3 separate regions of the Mus musculus genome follow, and regions 1 and 2 are each linked to region 3. Evidence: chromatin contacts called from public HiChIP or PLAC-seq data. All regions are on one chromosome and are shown on one strand. The core of a region is the stretch at or near the end of the contact, and the rest is flanking DNA. Distances in the headings are between cores, read along the strand shown.

Region 1 (4,129 bases), core at 60-2,559, 250 kb after region 3:
AAACTTCCTCTACTCCATGAAATAAACCTTCCTCTCAGCTTAGAGTATGAGATTTGCTCTATACTGTAAACACGTAAACTTATCCCCTGAAGCTCTGAAGTACTTACAGTTAAAGCCTGGTAAGAAATTTGAACACAGACAACCAGCCTGCCTCTTATGTTTTTCAGTGAAGAAATTTTTGAATTCATCATAGTTCTGGGCTCCAGTCTCCAGAATTGTGACCACTGATGGGTTTTCAATTTGATCAGAGTTGCTTGCTCTGTTCATTCATTCACCCACCCATTCACTCATTAAGCAAAATATATGGCAGGTCACAAGTCAGGAATGAGTCCAGTTGCCTTTGTCATGCACATACTCTAGCTAAATTTTCATTTTAGAGATTGATGAAATCAATAGCCTCAAGGAGCCAAGAAATACAAAATTGTAGCCCTCTGTTAAACCAGGATCACTGAGTGTCAGAGGCATTGGGGTTCCTGTTCAGAGGCAGGTCTCATACAGTCCCGGTCCTCCAAACCCTTTCCCTTCACCACACTATTGACATTGGGCGTCTCATGCTTTGACCCTGCCCTCCATGGTCGGGTCTTCCTTTGATCTTCCCATTGCTATTTCACGCCATCTGAGTGCCACAGACTGTGCATACACTCTAAGCTCAGCCCATCCTTCCCTTAGATGAGAATCCTGAGCTCAGAGAGGTTGAGGTTGCTCCATCATGCAGCCATTTTAAATATTTTAGGAAATTGATTTTACCGGCACACAGTTACACAAAATCACAACTGTTGCACAAGAAAAGCGGTTCAGGGCTGGCTTTCATTGTGCCCTTGGCTGCCATTTTTCCATGGTCTGAGGAAGTACAACACTCTTCCTGTACCCTGCATTGTCTGTAACGTTCCGATCCCGAGGTTCCTGGAAGCTGTATTTGAGTGTCTTCTGTGATTGTCAGCAACTAGATTGCATCTGCCACTGAGGGCCCCAGTGGGCTTTGAACCTCTTCTTCTCCGGAAATTCATGCTGTTGAGAGGGAGAGGACAACACCGTCCATGCGTGCAGTGATGCCCTGAGTCAAAGAAGTGTGTGTGTGTGTGTGTGTGTGTGTGTGTGTGTGTGTGTGTGTGTGTGTGTAGTAGAGGAAGGGCATATTTAATTAACCCAACTCAGAAGTCTGTAACAGTGTTCTAGGAGGGAGTCCGTGAGATGACTTTACTAAATAAATAAGAATCCCAGAAGCGCCAGTCAGGCTGAGCAGCAACCTGGGAGAGGAAGGGGAGATGATGTCATGGTTTCGGCATGTTCCCATCCTGACTGCTGAGAGTACCGAGGCTCATGGAGTTTGTGTAGGGTGTGTGAGTGTGTACAGGGTTAATAGGAACGGGTGGGGTGTGTACGAGTGAGCTGTAAAACAGATTAATAACCCCTTGTCAGACCTTTCCCCGTTAACTGTGTTTTTCAGTAATTTTAGTTTGAATGAGAGAGAGCTCTCTAGCCAATTAGTGTTTATTTGTTTCTTTTGGCAAGGCATGTTGGGTGGTGGGGAGAGGAATGAGATTGGTGAGTTTCAAATTTGTGTTTTGTTTTTGCATTTTGGAGGAAGTGAGTAGCATGAGTTTGGGTTTTCAATGCTGCCCCCCCTCCCTCCCCGCTTTTAAGAGGCAGGAGGCAAGACGTGGCCAGCTGGTGCCTTGAACTGACACAGGTGCAGAGGCTGTGGGGGGTGGGGAGCCAAGAATAATTACAGGTTTCTGAAGCATCAGGCCCTGCCTGACACAAGCGCTCGTCAAGAAAACTGCTCTTTATGGAAAATTAATGGTGAAGCTTAAAACCCGTCGGGCTCATTGTTGTTCTTGGGACACCATCTTGCAGAAAAGAGGTCTTTCCCCAGGTCCGTGGGCTCTGTGAGACGCCTGCCTTCCCAAACAGGAACTGCTTAGCGTTGTTACTGACTGTAATGGATTTTTTCCTTTAGGATTGTGAACTTGAGACCCCTGTGGGGTTGCATATCAGATATCTTGCAGATCAGATATTTACATTACAATCCCTAACAGTAGCAAAATTACAGTTACGAAGAAGCAACAAAATAATCCTATAGTTAGGGCCACCACAACTGGAGGAACTGTATTAAAGGGTTACAGAATTAGAAACATTGAGAACTACTGCCTTAGGGAGTCATCTTGTTTAATTTTTAGATCTATCTCTTGACAGCAGTATATAGAGAGTAATTTTCTTTGATTCTTAAGGCATGGATTTTATTATGTTCATGAGAATGAAATAATGACTAAAATTGGGACATCTATTGAGACTTGGTTTTAGGGTACTTAAGTAGCAAATAGTAATAGTATTTCCACCTGTTTGATCCTAAATGGTGGCTTGGCTGGAAGAGATGGATAGAGGAGACAAAGGATCATCTGTATGTCTAGCTGTTCGTGTGCACTAGTATCTTAATTACTCCAGAGTTGGAATTTAATTAGCTTAGTAGCTGAGGAACAGTGAGGAGCCTCCTTGAGGGCCAACTGAAGACCGGTGGACTTCAAACTGATATGTTTGGGGAGGTAGCACCCAAAAAAAACAATGAAAAACTGAGTTTTGTCTGTCCGTCTGTCTGTGCTTGGTCCATGTGGCATCCAGTTGACACTGTTACCTTGAAAATTGATGGTAAGAGCCAGGATAAGGCATTCCTATTTGGAGAAGGAGGGAAGCCTAGAACCCAGGGCCCAGCTTTGCCCAGCTTTGCCCAGCTTTGCCCTGATTGTGTGACTTCAGTGTCAAATTTGGAACAGAGTGGTTTGTAGGATTCACGTTATGTATGCATTGAAACTAAAAATCCCTCAGGAGATCAAAGGGGAATTTGAGGATGCTGTACATCGTGTATCCCAGGGGAAGTAATTTCAAAGACACTGTCCTCTTCCCGGGCCTTTAATCCCATCTCCTTCCTTCCTGGCTTCCTCAAGAAAAAATATCCAAACTAATGTTGTCTTTGTATGTTGGAAATGATTTGGGGAGGAGAAGCACTAAAGAGGTTTTGCTATAAATTTCCTAACTTTTGTTTGTTTAGAATTAATTTTCACAGCATTGTCTCTCAGAATTTACAAATTGCTAGAGGGAAATGTTTAATTTGGTTTCAGCTCTGGCAACCAGTGGATCTGAGAAAGAGTCAGGAGGAATTTCATTGGCTCTAGAACCCTGGTTGTTTTGTGGAGTTCAGCAGCTCTGACAGCAGTGTGTAATACTATTGTACCTATGGGGTATGCTACTGATGTGGGGTTTTCTTTTTTAAACCTAGTAGTTAAAACACGAAGTAAGAGATTTTTACTTGTGCTGTATTCTTGCTCACTCGAGTCTTCTAGATAGAATCCACTTCTTTCCAGCTTTCTAATGCTAATGTGCTAGTGATAAAAATCAAGAAATGGTAAAAATTGTCTTGGGACTGACTTCCTAAGATGTAGGAGGTGGATTGTACACTGGTTCATTTGCTCATTCTGCCCTGAAGGATGTTCAGTGTGACTGTGTTCTCCCTCAACCCATTTTAAAATGTTGAGGCCACAGAGTCCTGGTGCTCGGAAATCGAGGGTCTCCACAGGCGTACTGGGTTTGTCAGTGCTGGCTCTTCTCAGCCAGCCACAGAGATAAAAAGGTAGCAAATCTCACTGGTTCTTTCCCATCTTTCAACTCTGACCTAATTTCAAAAGAGTGGAACTACGTCAGCATCTTTGATCCTATCTTTTGAAGAGAGAAAACCCATCAAGTTCACACCCATATCAACCTTGATGAATCTTTTTGTTGATTTTTAGGAGTTAGATGAATTCTTTTTTGATTAAAAGTCTAAGTATATGCACAGCCACAAAGTCTCTGGAAAGAATAATTTAGAAGATGTCTACAGCAAAGGAACCTGACTTCCCTATCAGTACAGTAGCTTGTCTGGTATCATGCAGAATTTCCATTCTGGGATGTGTCTGAAGATTTCAAAGCACACATGCAAAATGTGAGTTTTAGGGTCCTCCCAAAAGAAAGAAAAGGTTGCTCCCCTCTTTTTCTTTATGAGACTCTTCAGGGACCTTGGCGCTGTGGTTAATAGCACGTGGCAAAACCGCATATAATAATTGGCAGGAAGAGGTTCCCCTGGGCAGCCAAGTGCAGT
Region 2 (4,100 bases), core at 1,422-3,921, 150 kb after region 3:
GTTAAATCTTCTATCTCCTTTCGATGTTTGAATAGAAAACCCTGCCAGAAATATGTCACTTATTGTCAAATAACTGTCTCTCTGTCTTCACCACACTTGAGGAGAGCAAGACTATATGGGCTCAGATTGCTGTTCCAGGTAATGGTGTCAGCATACAGAAGTTGAAGGTTGCTTTTACAAAGGAAATCAGGAGGAAATGGAACTGGGACAAAACCAAGTGTCTCTCTCTCTCTCTCTCTCTCTCTCTCTCTCTCTCTCTCTCTCTCCTTTCCCTCTCTCTTCCTCCCTCCCTCCCATCTCCGCCTCTTCCTCTTCTTTCTGTGGAAGTGTCAATCTTTTAAAAGCCCCCTCCCCCAATAAAAGTAAAAGGAGAATCCGGAGGAGCAAGTGCCAGCCTGCCCATTCACACTCATCTGGGGAGAGGGGTTGGAAACTGCTAATGGAGGGGCCAGCTGCTATGGAAACTCTGCCAGGCTCCAGCGAGGGGCTTTTACTTGCCACTGAAACCCTCACTCTTGGCTTCAGCTAGAGCATGACTAAAGACACCAGGGGGGCGATCCTGAAACACTGGATAGAAATAAACCCCATTCCTGGGGCGAGGCAGCTAGCTCAGTTTACTTTTTGACTTAGTCTGGAAAAACAAAACAAAACAAAACAAAACTTAAAATACAGGCAAAATCTCTCTCCCTCTTAGGACCTGAGACCTTTGAAAGTCAGACTTTGTGTGTGTGTGTGGGGGGGGGGGGGTTAAGGATTAGAAACTTCCTTCTTCCCTCCCTTGCCTTGAAAAAAATATCCAACCAATATCAGTTTTAAGTATGCAGATATGCAGTTTGTGACATTACAGAGCAAAAAAGGGAGAGAGGAAGGGATAGGAGATAGTTCATCTTCATTGTCAATTAACTTAGATTAACTTAGGAGCCTCCTCTCTGAGCATGTCCATGAGGGCATTTCCATGAAGGTTTAACTGGAGCGGGCGATACAGCCTGAACTTGGTCAGTACCATTTTATGGACTGGGGTGCTGAGCTGAATAAAAAGGAGGAAGTGAGGGAGAGAGCGTGCTGAGTGCCAGCATTCATCGCAGTCTGCTTCCTGTCCACAGCTACCCTGTGGCCAGCTGCTTCACTCTCCTGCTGCCACAGCCCAGGCAGTCCTGCCTTGCTGGACTGCACTCACAGCTGGGTGCCAAGATAAACCATCTCTCTGGCGGGGTTGGGGGTCCCGTGTACCTCTCATTTAGCCCAATAACCAAAACAGCTCAGAGATGAAGTAGCTATCTTCTTCATCTTGTGAGTCTCTATTAATGGGTTCTTTCACGGATGGACTCATACTGCTATATTCAGCCTAAGCCAAATGGTTACTATTACCAAAGTAAAGATGCTACGAGGTGTAAGTATTTCTCATTCTAGAAGAAAAAGGAGAATGTTGTCCAATGAACTACCCTTTGGGGGAAGTTTGTTCTTGAGTGACTTGGATATCTCAAAGTGAATTAAGTAGTACTGGCAGCCTATTCAACCCCTTTTGCTCTGAAATGTTTTGAGGACATATATGGGCTCAGAACAGCACATGGCATAATGTATATCATCAGTGAATTCTAGCAATTTTGATGGATATCATTATTAAATTATAAAACTCTAAAGAGTTTATAACCACAGCATCTTACAGATGGAGAAACTGAGGCAAAGGGCATCTGAAACCTCGCTAAGGTCACATCGCCAAGCCAAAAAAAAATTGATGATCCAAGCAATAGGTCGTTCTTTTATTTAGTTTACAACTAAAATACTTTGTTAACTTTCACTGAAGAAGTTAATATAAGATCATGGATTTCTCTTCCCTCCTCCCTCCCTCCCTCCCTCTCTCTCTCTACACACACACACACACACACACACACACACACACACACATACATGCACACACACATGCACACAATACACTTCTTACATAGGGAATTCATACTTAAAGCAAACATAACACATACTGAAAGCCGGACATGTGTCACACTAGAAGCATTCCAATCCCTTTGGTAGTGATGGAGTCCTTAATTACCATGTGCCACTGCTGTTAACCTCTGCAAAAAAGTCTAATTATCAGAGATTAATGAACAGAGCTTAGGCACATGTGAGGGAGTGTTGCTGAGGGGTTTTCATTTCTGCATTTCATTATCTCCATCAATACTGCTGTTCCTCATGGACATGTTACAGAATTATTATTATTATTATTATTATTATTATTATTATTGTTATCACTTTGAGCTATGTTCTGTGAAACATCAAAAACAGAGAGCCTTTGAAAGAGCTCAGGGCAAGAATTTCTTTCCAGGAAATCTTTAGGAAGTCTGTAAACCGGGTGGCTGCTGCTGGCTGTTCACTGATGAATCATGCCACGTCGGTTCATAGGGAATAAAGCTTAGACGGTCGCCAAGGAAACAGGGTGATATTTTGGAAGTATCTGAAACCACAGTAAAATTTCTAGGAAAAAAAATCAATGTCTTAGTCAAGAGTCGGGTCAATCTTATCTTTGTCAGGGTGAGTAACAGTAATGCAAACGCAGGTCCAATTCTTCATTCCTGTCTGCAGCAAAATCTAAAACCACACATGTTGGACTGGGATGTACAGAGAATGTTCTCTGTGCACAGAAGAAACAATGTTTGCTGTGTGGATCCTGAAAATTGGTCAGTAGGCTGGTCCTTGGAGCAAGGCTGTGCCCGGCGGCCATCTTTGAATATAGTCATAAGCTCTATCAGAGTGGGTGTTCTCCTGAGAATCTCAGAAATTCCAATGTCACGTTCTGTCAAGACAACAAGCTTGTAGCCAGCAAAGGGCTGTGGCCACATAGAAGCTGGGACCTCAGGAGGATCTTGGGTACAATCCACGAGACAGGTTTCATTAATAAATGATTAGATTTGCAAATCTTGTCAGTAGAGATTGCTATCACAGAATTAATGGAATAAATAAGGAAACATTTCCAATGTTGCTGGCTGGCTTTCAGAGCAGAGTGGATCTCTGCTTTTGTTGCAATTTATGGCTGCCTCTTTGATCAACTCCTGGGGAGTTCAAGGAATGATTTTTCTGCTTCCAACACCTGCTTTCAGATTTGCTTAAAAAAAAAAAAGCCCTTGACTTTTCATATCATTTTGTGCTTTCAACACAAAGGTTCCCTGGGATAATTTCAGCTAAAGATAAATACAGATAAAGTGAATAATCTGTAGTAAAGAAATCTGAATTGTGTTTTCAGACATGACCCATTTGACACCGGGTTGGGAAAGGGATTTGCTCACAATGAACACACAAAAGTGTCCACAGTGTTATTCTGGTATCTACACTATGTAGCCCAAAGTCAAAGACATCTCCTGACTCAAAAGCAAACTGAGATGCCACCCAGTGTGGATGACCCAGCAGGGGGATGAAACATATGCTCGGGATATTAGTGATGCACGGGTACTCATTTTCCTTTGTAAAAAATAACAAAGAAAAAAAAAGTCTGAGAACATTAACCATCTTTATTTCTTTTTAAGTAATGAATGCAGGAAAATATGATTATGAAGATCTAACTACATGTCCTATTGAAGGAAAATTGTCATTTCCCCTGGGCAAAGGTGAAGGATCAAGTTGCACCCGAGTATCTACTCGCCCCTCTGACTTGGTGATCAGTGTATACTGCTCAGGGATTAGAACGTTACTCACATCATGGCTACTTTCCTGTGTTTCTGAACTCAGAGGAAGACACACGCAACGGAGAAGAAGCACATATCCACATTAGAAGATTAATATGTAAATCTCAAGAGAGAGGATGAAAGACACGAGAATGACTTGGTCTGGGGAAGAAAATTAAAGCCTTGAAGTCTACCAAAGAACCAAACAGGAAAACAGCAATAGCTAAAAGACAGGGTTTCTTACTAGAATATCAGAAGTAAAAATTTCCTTCCAAATTAATTCAGCTGGGTAGATCAAACACTGTTGTCTTTTGGAGATATGGCAAAGGTGAGCAGCATCTGGGTGGATAAGAGGTCTTCTCTTGACTATCCAAACTTACTGTAGGGGAGATGAAAATAAATCCAATATTAAGGTTAGTCACATGAGCTTCTTTTATAGGCATACCA
Region 3 (4,265 bases), core at 1,041-3,540:
GTGTCTTTGTCTACTGAACCATCTCAATGGCCCACTGTGATTAAAATTAAATAAATGTATAAATCTAAGTACCAAGAGAATGAACACACACACACGCACACACACTTTGATTTCTGAAATAGTCATAATGTATTGGGGCTGATAATTTTATCTATTATAAATTCCCTACTAGGATTGCTTATGACAATGCTAACAGAGCTGGAGAAGGGATACTTGCTTCAGGGGAGTCTTATGCTGCTATTCTATGGGCAGCAAAGGAAGAACTTTTGAGTTATTTGGGTGTTGAAAACTACTCTGATTGGTAGTTGTTAGTGACGTTTGTCAAGGAGGGCTTGGGGTCAAGTGCGGAGACAGTGGGGGAGGGCACCCTATCAATGAGGCTAGAAGGCGGTTCTTGTGTGTGTGATTGTGTGTGTGAGTATGTGTGTGTACATATGAACTTGTGTGTAGAGGTGTGATAGTGCAATGGGTGCAGCACCTCCAGTGAAGAGGAAAAAGCATTAGAATAAAGTATTTTTGAGTCACGTATTTAATTTCTCTAATACTCTTCAGAAAATTTGGGCTTTTTAAAATTAATTTTATGTATTTATTTACTGTGTAAATGGCATGTATACATGAAGTGTATGTACACATGTGTGTGCATTCTTATATGTGAATGTGGGTACCCATGTGCCAAGGTATGCAAGCATGTAGAGGTCAGAGACCAACCTTAGTGCATCAGTCTTTGTTTTCTACGTTGCTTGGGACAGCATCTTTCTTGTTTGTCTGCTGTGTATGCCAGGCTAGTGGCTGGTGAGTTTCTGGCTCTGCCTTCCATCTCCCCTAATGTAGCACTGGGATAAAAATACTGATGCTCTGAACATTGCATGGGTCCCAGGGATCCACAGTCAGGTCCCCACATTTCCATGGCCGGTGCTTCCACACAGGCCATCTCTCTCAAGCCTCAGAAGACTTTGTGTTTCAGATTAGCTTTGGACTTACAGGATAATGAGAAGATGGTTCCCTGTCTCTAGTCTCCAGTTACTGATTTCTCTGTCGTTAACACTTTACCATTAGTGTGGCACATTTGTTAACATTACTGGAGCAATGCTGTGTATTATTAACATCCAGTAATTCAGACTTCCGTAGTTTCTATTTCAGACCTTCTTTGTATTCTAGGCTCTTCTCCTGGGGACTTGTGTATCTCTGTTACAGTTGTTCTCAATAGGTCTGGTTTCTGCTTGGCTGGGGCAGTTACTCAGGCTTTCCTTATTGTTTGTGACCTTGCCAATTTTAAGGGCACTAGTGAGATACTTTGTAGGATAATCTTTCATGGAAATTCAATGTTTTCCTTATGATTAACCTGGAGGCTGTATGATTGGAGGAAGAACATGACAGGAAGTATCATTTTTCAGCATATCATCATCAATGGTATAGATCAAGGAATTGCCCTTTAAAGACATTTGTTTCTTAGATATTTATTTACTTATTTATTGGTCTGAAATGTAATTATGCCACAACTGAATTTGAGAGATGAAAGGCAACAAGGTTTATTCTAATCACAATGCACATAAAGGAAGTATTAGAAATGCTATTTTATTGTTGCTTTTGATGAAAACTGTCTAAAGGGCTTGCTGAACATCCCCCTACATTTCCTGGCCCAGCCCTCTCCTTTGGGCTTCTATTAGAATTTGAAGCCCATTCTTTACATACAGATTTAATTCCCATAATAAATATGTGATTCCTATAATAAACAATACATTTTTGTTCTCATTTTTCAAGAAGTAAATGGTCATAAGTTTAAATAACGTGCCTAAGATTACTCAACCAGCAAACATTGCGGTTAGAGCTTCCCACATGCCTGCTAGGATTGTCATGATAAAACCCACAAAAGAAAATGGCCTAATCCGCCCAGAGTCATTCTCTCTGAAGTCTGAAGACCGGAAGTCTCAGATCAAAGAGGTCAACCGAGTTGTTCTTCCTCTGAACGGCCTGAGAAGGGCTCTGCTGAAGGCCTTGCTCTTGGAGTGACAATTTCTTGGCCCTGGGTGCGGGACTCCATGCTCACAGGGAGTCCTGCGCATACTCGCCTCTCTTCCCTGTTCCTCATTTTAATGCTTAGGGCTTTCAGAAACACCCCCTCGGAGTTTCTCCTTAGCATTTCGCTGGGTTCTCTCAGAGGTCTAGCCCAAGATGCGAGCATCCCCAATTTCAGGCTCTCAAGTCCATGTCTTCTCTGCACCTTGCATTCTGCAAAGATTCAATCGCTCTGAATTGCTCCGCTGACTGACTTCCTTTAAAACGGCAGAGCCATTAACTCCGGTAAATTTGTTCTACTTGGGAAGGGCGGGCTGCAATCATCAGGAGTAAAAGCCGCGCGGCTTATTGGTCTGAAAAGGTGTTTAGCAGCTACAAACAAACCCTGGAATAATGGGATCAGCAGTCCTTAGGTCTCCAGATGTAAAGGGGACATTTTATTCAGCATCCATTCATTTAATCAACCAGCCATGACTGGGTGGTCTATCTAGTTCTGAAACTGAGGCTGCTGTCCTTCCTCTTAAGGCTTCCTTTAATAATTATTCTGTTATTGACACATCACTGACCCGGGCATGACTAATGGTTTAGTATTACCGAGAGACGCGGCTAAAGGCCACCTGGGAGGGGCTGTGGAGTGGAGCTACGCTGACATTTCCACTGTACAATGGTAAAGCAAATGGAAATTTTAAGGGGGCAGACCCCACTCCATCTTCACTGTAGACTCGAGTGCCATTACAATGCTGTGTAATCAAATTTCCTCCTTTTCTGAAATCTTCGTTCTGCTTATTAATTAAGTGAAATGACACAACAGGGCGAGCAAGCGAGGTCTGTGGCCCACTTAGGTGCATTGTTAGAGTAGCCGCACAGGCTTGATTACAGTCACCGCGCACAGGAGCAGGTAACTTATTGGGTAATAACACAGACCCAGGAGTGTCTTTGTGAAAGTCGAAAGAGAATGTTCAGATAAAAGAGGGAAAAAATGTTTTTTAATGAAATTTAGAAAATGGGGTCAGAGTATAATTTATGGACGATGTCTTGCCCTCCAGTATCTGTAAAGCAGCTACAACGGGGAGAGACCGCAGCTCTAGGGCTTTCTTCATTAACTAGCATGCTCCTTTCCCGTCCATCCTTCACCTTCCTCATGATTGCCTGTCTTTCTAGGCAAGGTCTCTTATCGTTTCTTGAGATACCTTTGTTTTTGCAAATGCAGGAGAACTTGCTTGTATAGAACACCAGTTAAGTCTTTTTCATTATTGTCTGTTTTCTTCTCTGTGAGATGGGAAGGTATGTTCTTGTTTTAGCCTTTTGGTTAGTGTGTTACTATTTTTTTTCTATTGCTGTGATAAAATACTATGAACAAGGCAACTAGAGAAGGAAGGGCTTGCTTGCGGTTTATGCTTGCAGAATTGGGAGGTGGAGGTGGAGCTGTTAGCTTCACGGCAGGGAGTATAGCAGCATGGAAGCAAGCAGGACACTGGAGCAGCAGCTGAGAGCCCACATCCCAGTCCACAAAATCATTTGAAACCTCAAAGCCCGCCTCCGTGACACACCTCCTCCAACAAGACCACACCTCCTGATTCTTTCTAAACCTTTCAGCCAATTGAGAACCTAGTATTCACACATGTGAGGCTATGGGGCCATCCTTATTCAAACAGCCACAGTTAGACTATAATAAACGGATATACATGTATTTTTTTTGCCTTCCTCTCCCCTCATCTTGCCTTTCTCCCCTTATTGTGGGTCCCCTTACTCCCTGAAGAATAGTCCTCTCTTCTGCTTTTATCTCACATATATTCTATTACTTGTCTAGAATTTACTTGTTCCAACATATATGTACACATATATACATATATATACACATATATACATATATATACATATATACATATATATACACATATATACATATACACACACACACATATATATATACATATATACTGCATATGAGAGAGAACATGGTGTTTGTCTTTCTGAGTCTGACATATACATGAAGCTATACCTACATACATCACTTTCCTGTGAATGTTATAATTTCACTCCTTTGTTTCAGCTATATAAAACCCTTCATTCTTTTTTTCTTTTTTTTTTTAATATTTTTTATTACGTATTTTCCTCAGTTACATTTCCAATGCTATCCCAAAAGTTCCCCATACCCTCCCCACCACTCCCCTACCCACCCATTCCCACTTTTTGGCCCTGGCGTTCCCCCGTACTGGGGCATATAAAGTTTGCAAGTCCAATGGGCC

The links. HiChIP or PLAC-seq counts read pairs in DNA pulled down with a chosen protein or histone mark.
Region 1: a FOXA1 HiChIP or PLAC-seq map of pancreatic cancer cells shows a contact between it and region 3. The contact joins two enhancer-like sites. A contact is called at or near these places in 2 of 39 promoter capture datasets (the C10 cell line and liver), 1 of 115 datasets of contacts at active chromatin or transcription factors (pancreatic cancer cells) and 1 of 9 other capture datasets (embryonic stem cells).
Region 2: a FOXA1 HiChIP or PLAC-seq map of pancreatic cancer cells shows a contact between it and region 3. The contact joins two enhancer-like sites. A contact is called at or near these places in 2 of 115 datasets of contacts at active chromatin or transcription factors (bone marrow-derived macrophages and pancreatic cancer cells).

Annotation. Positions count from the first base shown.
Region 1 is chr1:64,085,606-64,089,734 of GRCm38.p6, reverse strand. The region is part of intron 1 of Klf7 (Kruppel-like factor 7 (ubiquitous)); the gene reads left to right. All of the region lies in intron 2 of Gm13748 (a long non-coding RNA gene), which reads right to left. Among named protein-coding and RNA genes, the nearest start is that of Gm13748, 8.3 kb to the right of the region's middle. Within about 2 kb of position 1,309, at least 186 of the 459 cell types and tissues checked have an H3K27ac peak or open chromatin away from gene starts, as enhancers often do. A contact at or near this core is called in pancreatic cancer cells, where this site is marked.
Region 2 is chr1:64,186,657-64,190,756 of GRCm38.p6, reverse strand. All of the region lies in intron 1 of Gm35880 (a long non-coding RNA gene), which reads right to left. Among named protein-coding and RNA genes, the nearest start is that of Gm35880, 67 kb to the right of the region's middle. Within about 2 kb of position 2,671, at least 100 of the 459 cell types and tissues checked have an H3K27ac peak or open chromatin away from gene starts, as enhancers often do. A contact at or near this core is called in bone marrow-derived macrophages and pancreatic cancer cells, where this site is marked.
Region 3 is chr1:64,336,431-64,340,695 of GRCm38.p6, reverse strand. No RefSeq gene overlaps it. Among named protein-coding and RNA genes, the nearest start is that of Gm35803, 59 kb to the right of the region's middle. Within about 2 kb of position 2,290, at least 50 of the 459 cell types and tissues checked have an H3K27ac peak or open chromatin away from gene starts, as enhancers often do. A contact at or near this core is called in bone marrow-derived macrophages and pancreatic cancer cells, where this site is marked.